2 separate regions of the Mus musculus genome follow, and region 2 is linked to region 1. The links are chromatin contacts, called in public targeted proximity ligation maps. All regions are on one chromosome and are shown on one strand. The core of a region is the stretch at or near the end of the contact, and the rest is flanking DNA. Distances in the headings are between cores, read along the strand shown. Region 1 holds the start of Ankrd1 (ankyrin repeat domain 1 (cardiac muscle)). Region 2 has its middle 61 kb from the start of Gm32143.

Region 1 (3,067 bases), core at 432-2,931:
CGTCCCTCCACAGGACTCACCCCTGCAACTTATAAGGATGTGCAATAACCAAACAGTCCTTACCATAATTTCAGGTTCTGGCTCCTTCACAACTGGAACTTTGGTTTTCTTGTATTTTTTCCTTTTCTTCAGTTGAACAATTATTTCAAGGTCTTCTAAGTTTTCAAGCTTTGATCTTTGTTCTAGTTTTTTCTTTTTGAGCTAACGAAAGGGGGGAAAAATCAAGTGTTGAAAAATATATAGTGAGTTCTAACTATTGTGGTACCTGAACAAACCCTGCACAGCCTGAGCAAACTGTGAGTGGGCTGAGAATGGGAAATCCAAAGCACTTTCAAGTGAGTGTCTGACTTCAGGGATTTTATTTTCATTAAAGTATTTGGGGTCTAATTTTAATCTAAGTCATATTTACTTCCTTTGCTTGTAGAACTAGTCCTTGACTAATTGGTTAGAGGCACGACATAGTCTCTCAGTAATCATTTTGTAATTAGTACCATAAAGCCCAGATTTCTATAGAATTTGTTTTCTCATTCTCAAAAACTAACATATGTTTTAACCAAGGGTAGAAAATACAGATAAATTCACAAATACTGATGCCATTCTCCTTCACGAGTCTCTGAAACGGAGATTACTGCTGCACTTCTAAATTTGTGTTAGTAATCTACAAAAATTCAATAAATAAATTTCAATAAACATGGCAAGCTTATTCTATGACCCGTGGGCCACAACTCAATGTTATCAAAAAGAACAAATCGCCTTGGCTCAAATTGAGTAGGCAGTGTGTGATGTTGGAGCTTTTCTGGTTATCATTATCTGTCTGTCCTTTGATCAAAACGTGGTCATAGCACATTCAATCATTGATTCAACCCTCCACACAGGAGGAATCCAAAAGTAATTCCCCCAGTCATTTCCATGTGCACTGCTTCTTTGCATCATGCGCTTCATATCTGGTGAAAAGACATCTTTAGAGCAGTTTTTATTTGTTTTCCTCCTCTCTTCCCCTCTTCCTCAGGGACCTCCGTACCCCACTCCCACTAGGATTTTGTGGGAGGTCCTCACCTCTGCCTCTCGCAGTTTCTCGCTTTTCCGTTGTTCCTCCCCCTGCTTCACGCTGTTGGCCGGAAGTGTCTTCAGGTCCTCTTGCTTCTCCAAAGCAACAGCAGCTTCATATTCTCCATTTCTGAACTCCCCAGGAAGGAATTCCCCTGCGGCCCCATTGCTGTTCTTTTTGCCTGTTACCTGTATGTGAAGAAGATGTTGAAGTCAGAAGCAAAGCTACCCATCTTGGGGTAACTGTCCACAAACAATGCCACAGGAGGTCCTTCCTCTCCATCCAGCGACAGCCACCTTCAGGCGGTGCACTGTCTGGAGCATAGCTCCAGGTATCCCAGGTGCCTGCCTTCCTCTCACAATTAAGATGAGCATCAGGTTAGCACATGAAAATTCACTTTTAACCCACTCAACCCACTCAACCACCTTCTCTTAGGAAGTCACTAACGCCAACCCCACATTATTCCTGAGAAAGAAAAACCATCTGTATTTTCAAATAAAAGCCAAGATTAAAAAAAAAAAAAAAAAAAAGATGTTTTACATACCAGCTCCTCTACTCTCAGTACCATCATGTTGGCAGCCGTGAGTCTATGTTTTTCTCTCTTGTGGATGAACCCCTGGAACTGGCCCTGTGGAGCCCCTCCACACCAGCCCGTTATATAGCTAGGGCTGGGTGAGATAATCTTCCAGCCTGGGAAGCCAAGTCACACCCCTGCCCCCACCAGTGGCCAATTCAGAGGCAGGTGAATTTTCATTCCAGACTTAGTGTCTGGGAAGCCCAAGAGGGAGATGACAAGCTGGCCGCGGCGTATGCGAATCAGGAAGAAATGTGAGAGGGTCATTCCTTTGGCAGTGACCACACCGCTCAGCAATGCGAGTCATCCCACGTATCGGGAAGCCAGGGGACAGCTGCCTGTTAATATTGCACCACATCGCTGCTCTTTTTCCTTCTTTGTCAGCTCTCATATGACTAACGTATCAAGAAAATGCAAGCACTGTGCATCACACTTACAGCCATATCTTTCTGATAACTGGACTTATCAGCACTCCAGTTGGCTGGGAAGTGTTGCTTTGGGACATCCTATTTCTGGGGATAATCAGCCCGAGGGGAAGGAGATGGGTCTGGGTGCCACTTGTCTCTATCTGTTTGGAATTCTCTGGAGTGATGTCTGCAGCTAAAATGGCCCTGTGACATGCCATCGTACCAGCATTAGGAGAAATTGAAAGCATTCAGTAATGCACTTTGACTCTATGGTGTCACTGGCCATAATTAGTGCACCACAGGCTCACCGTGTTCTAAATCTGAAGGCTAATCAGAGGATCTACCCCAAAACGGGCCGAAGTGATGCACAGAGAGATGTGAGTCCAGTTCTTAGCAGAAGCACAACTTGGATGCTGTCAGTAAAGTTTCCCAATGCTGTGGGAAAAGCTTAAGAGAGCCCGAGAAAAATGTGCGTCTGAGGCTGGAGACTCATGGGCTAATGATAGAGCATCTGCCTAGATACACGGGGCTCTCGTGTTCTATTCCTAACACGGAAACAAAAAGGCCCCAAGCTTTGCTGTTGAGAGAGGCAAAAATACTTGTTTCTGGCTTGTCATCGCTAAGATATTAAAATGTGAAAAATATAAATATTTAGATCTTTTTATAGTTCGAGGAAAGATTCTATCGTAAGAGCCACATAAAATACTTTTTTTATTTTTTATGAAAGAGGAGAGTGAAGGGGGTGTCAGTAGAAGAGGGAAGTGTTAATTAGGGTGTTGTGTATGTTTGTTATGCTGGCCATCATATATCTGTCTCTCCTCACTCACCCTTCCATGAACATGGGGTAAGAACCCCCACCCCACTTCAGCTGTTCAACCAGCAAATTGTGTTTCTAGAATCTTCAGTACAAGACATTGCCCTGAAAACCAACACACTAATACCTTGTCCTTCGTGGGTTCCCCTCTCCTAGTGTTCTCTCTGTCCTATCTGTCCTGAGACGCTATCAATGGATAACTGTTGGTCTTCTCGTTTTCATGG
Region 2 (3,137 bases), core at 340-2,839, 360 kb after region 1:
AGAAAGAGTATACTGGTCCTTTGGGAGAACATCCCTAGCAAGTAGAACCACCTGGGAACTCTTCCCGTCAAGATGTGTTAACTACACCTCGTCTCCTTGAATCTGGGCCTCTGTAAGTGACTCCGCTGCAAGTAAATCAAGGTAGCAGAAGCCATGAGACACGGGCTCTGGGACTGTCAGGCCACACAGCCTCTGCCATGTTCCCTCAGGTTACTTATTCTAGGGGAGCCTGCTCCTACTGCCATGCAAGAACCCTAGTGACCCTGGGACTTCTGTACCTCTGAAGCCATGCGCATGAGCTTCTGGCCAACAACAGCTCAACTGACTTTCCAGTCAACAGCCATTGCCAATTGCCAGCCACATACAGGAGCCAATGTGGATATCTGGTTCCATCAGCGAGCCACCATATGACTGCCGCCCCATGAGAGACACTGAGTCCTGCCAGACTGTTTCTAAATCTGACTCTCATGGTTTAATAATTAATTTCAACCACTAAATTTGGCAAGGACACACTGCGAATTAATAATAACATGGCCTGTTACCTCTGCAGGTTGGTATTCTACAAAGCCTATGAATTCTGCTTCTCTGTTCCCTAATCAGGGAATTGAGCCCTTTCTCAGTTTTCATAGCCAGAGTACAGAAGGACGGAGTAGCCCATCACTCCAACAAATTCTGGAGCCTGCACATGCATAGCCCACCAAGATGAAGGGGGCAAGTCCCTGCTTAATGAAGGCAAGAAAGACAAAACCTGCCTAAATCAAGAGCTGTAATTATCAGAGGCTTCAGCAAAGTGATGTTTCCTAGTTACTGAACAAAGACTTGGTTACTAGAAAGGTGCTGAAATTCTCCTCGGAAAGGAAATGAAGTGGGGGAAGAAAACCTTCACGGAAACATCTTGTGATTGAAGGCAGCTCCGCCCCCACACCGGGCTGCAATGCTGACTTCATCCCCTGCAACATCGCAGTGACTAATTTCTGACAATTACTCCAAACTTCTGAATATTCCCCCCAGCCAAGACAGCAGTAGGAAACCTTTCCATATGGCCAAATCTTTCCACAGTCGGTAGTGTTTACAGGATTCGTAAATTAGACCTTTCACTTGTATAAAGGGAGAGAATTGCGCATGGGACCGTTTTGTCCTCCCTCGCTTCGTTCCCTTCCATCTGAATCACGCCGCGTTCTTTGCGTGTGCCTGTCCTTGTCCAGCTGCAAAGTGGAGGCTTCTTGGAGTGTGCCCTTGTTGCGGACCCTGCTTTTTGCCATTCAACCCTCAGCACACTGGATTTGGCAGGAGCAGCTCGGACTGAGTGGCACTTTTTAAGAGATCTGTGCTATCATCACAGGTCATTTTTCTCCACAGCCTGGCATGCTAAACCAAGGGTACCCTGAAGCCAGGAGCTTCCATAACAGAGGTCTAATTCTCCGAGGAACTGCTAGTTGGCAGCTCCCTATGGCTGTTCCTGAAACTGGAAACTGTACTTGGGCACCATCACCACCCCTCCCCCCACCTGAGCAATCTTGTTGAGATGTGTTGGAAACTCGGAGGCGACAGTTTGAAAACTGTAGTCAGAGAAGCCACAAAGACATATCTACAGGTTACCACAGAGAGTAAAAGTTGGGTATGGAGACAAGTCTCCTTACACCCGTCCCACCCACACAACAACAAAAACACCTCAACTTTTTCTTGGTTTGCCTTTTTGGCATGAAATATTTCATTTCCAGAAAAAAAATTTTTTTTTCTAAAAACTGTTTGCAAACCCCTGCAGAGTAGAAAGAGGAGGAACTTTGGAGTCAAGGGGCCGCGGGCCTAAGCCCCATCCTTTACTAACTCTCACTGACTGTCTTCTCAATTCCTCTGTAAGATGAATGTAAGGATGCCAACTTCACAGGCACAGAGATCAAATGAGATGTAACCAAACTGCTGAGTGTGGTCTACTAGTTCAATAAATACCGAAATTCCGAGCTGTGAAGGGGCCAGTGTTTTGTCTCTTTGGAGGTAGGTTGTGTACACAGAAATGGGGTTCTTTGAGACATTTTTCACACAGTGCTATCCTTTCGGCTTGCTCCCATTGTCAGTGCTCCCCTCCCCCACACACTGTCTTCATTTCACCTTCCTCTTGCCCATCCCCCCACCTCCCAAAACATTCGCTGCCCTGCCCAGAGGATGAACACTTTCCATTATCCTTTCTTATTCCCCTCCCTCCCTATAAACCTAACCTTCCCCTCCTAGGCCCCTTTCCACCTGCATATCATATATACGATGCCCAAATTTAAACCGGATCCAAATTAAAGATCCAAACGTCAGATGGTCAATCATATGAGACCTAGAAAAGACTTCTTCCCATTCTGTAGACTGGCTCTTCACTCTGGACGGTTTCCTTTGCTGTCCAGGAGATTTTTAATTTCTTTCTTTTCTTTTCTTTCTTTTTTGTTTTTTGTTTTTTGTTTTTTGTTTTGGTTTGTTTGTTTGTTTTGTTGTTGTTGTTGTTGTTTCGAGACAGGGTTTCTCTGTGTAGCCCTGGCTGTCCTGGAACTCACTCTGTAGACCAGGCTGGCCTCGAACTCAGAAATCTGCCTGCCTCTGCCTCCCAAGTGCAGTGATTAAAGGCGTGTGCTACCACCACTGCCCGGCAAGAGATTTTTAATTTCAAGTGACCCCATTTATCAGTTCTGGGGATTATTTCCGGCTTAGGAGAATCCTTTTAGAAAGTTGTTGCTTGGGCTGGAGAGATGGCTCAGTGGTTAAGAGCACCAGACTGCTCTTCCAAAGGTCCTGAGTTCAAATCCCAGCAACCACATGGTGGCTCACAACCATCCATAAGGAGATCTGACTTCCTCTTCTGGAGTGTCTGAAGATAGCTACAGTGTACTTACATATAATAATAAATAAATCTAAAAAAAAAAAAAGTTGTTGCTTATGCCTAAACCTTCAAGTGTCCCCCCCCCCCCCCCGGCAGTTTCAGGGTCTTGGGTCTATAGTAAGATCGCCTATCCATCTTTCATTTGACTTTATGTGGGGAGGAGATAGAGATCTACTTTCACTTTTATGCATATCGGTCTCCCAGCACTGTTTGCTAAAGAAACCTTTTCCAAATGCACATTTTTAACATTTCTGTTAACGGTTCAGGGGCTGTAAGT

The links.
Region 2: a targeted proximity ligation map of embryonic fibroblasts shows a contact between it and region 1, with 8 read pairs. A contact is called at or near these places in 6 of 39 promoter capture datasets (the C10 cell line, the HPC-7 cell line, cranial neural crest and 3 more), 1 of 484 Hi-C or Micro-C datasets (bone marrow-derived macrophages), 9 of 130 datasets of targeted methods (the NIH/3T3 cell line, embryonic basal ganglia, embryonic fibroblasts and 5 more) and 3 of 9 other capture datasets (adipose tissue, liver and pancreatic islet).

What each region holds. Positions count from the first base shown.
Region 1 is chr19:36,118,163-36,121,229 of GRCm38.p6, forward strand. Ankrd1 (ankyrin repeat domain 1 (cardiac muscle)) reads right to left here and starts at 1,682. Exons shown (of 9, transcript NM_013468.3): 1 at 1,593-1,682; 2 at 1,057-1,236; 3 at 64-201. The coding sequence starts at 1,619.
Region 2 is chr19:36,476,407-36,479,543 of GRCm38.p6, forward strand. No RefSeq gene overlaps it. Among named protein-coding and RNA genes, the nearest start is that of Gm32143, 61 kb to the right of the region's middle.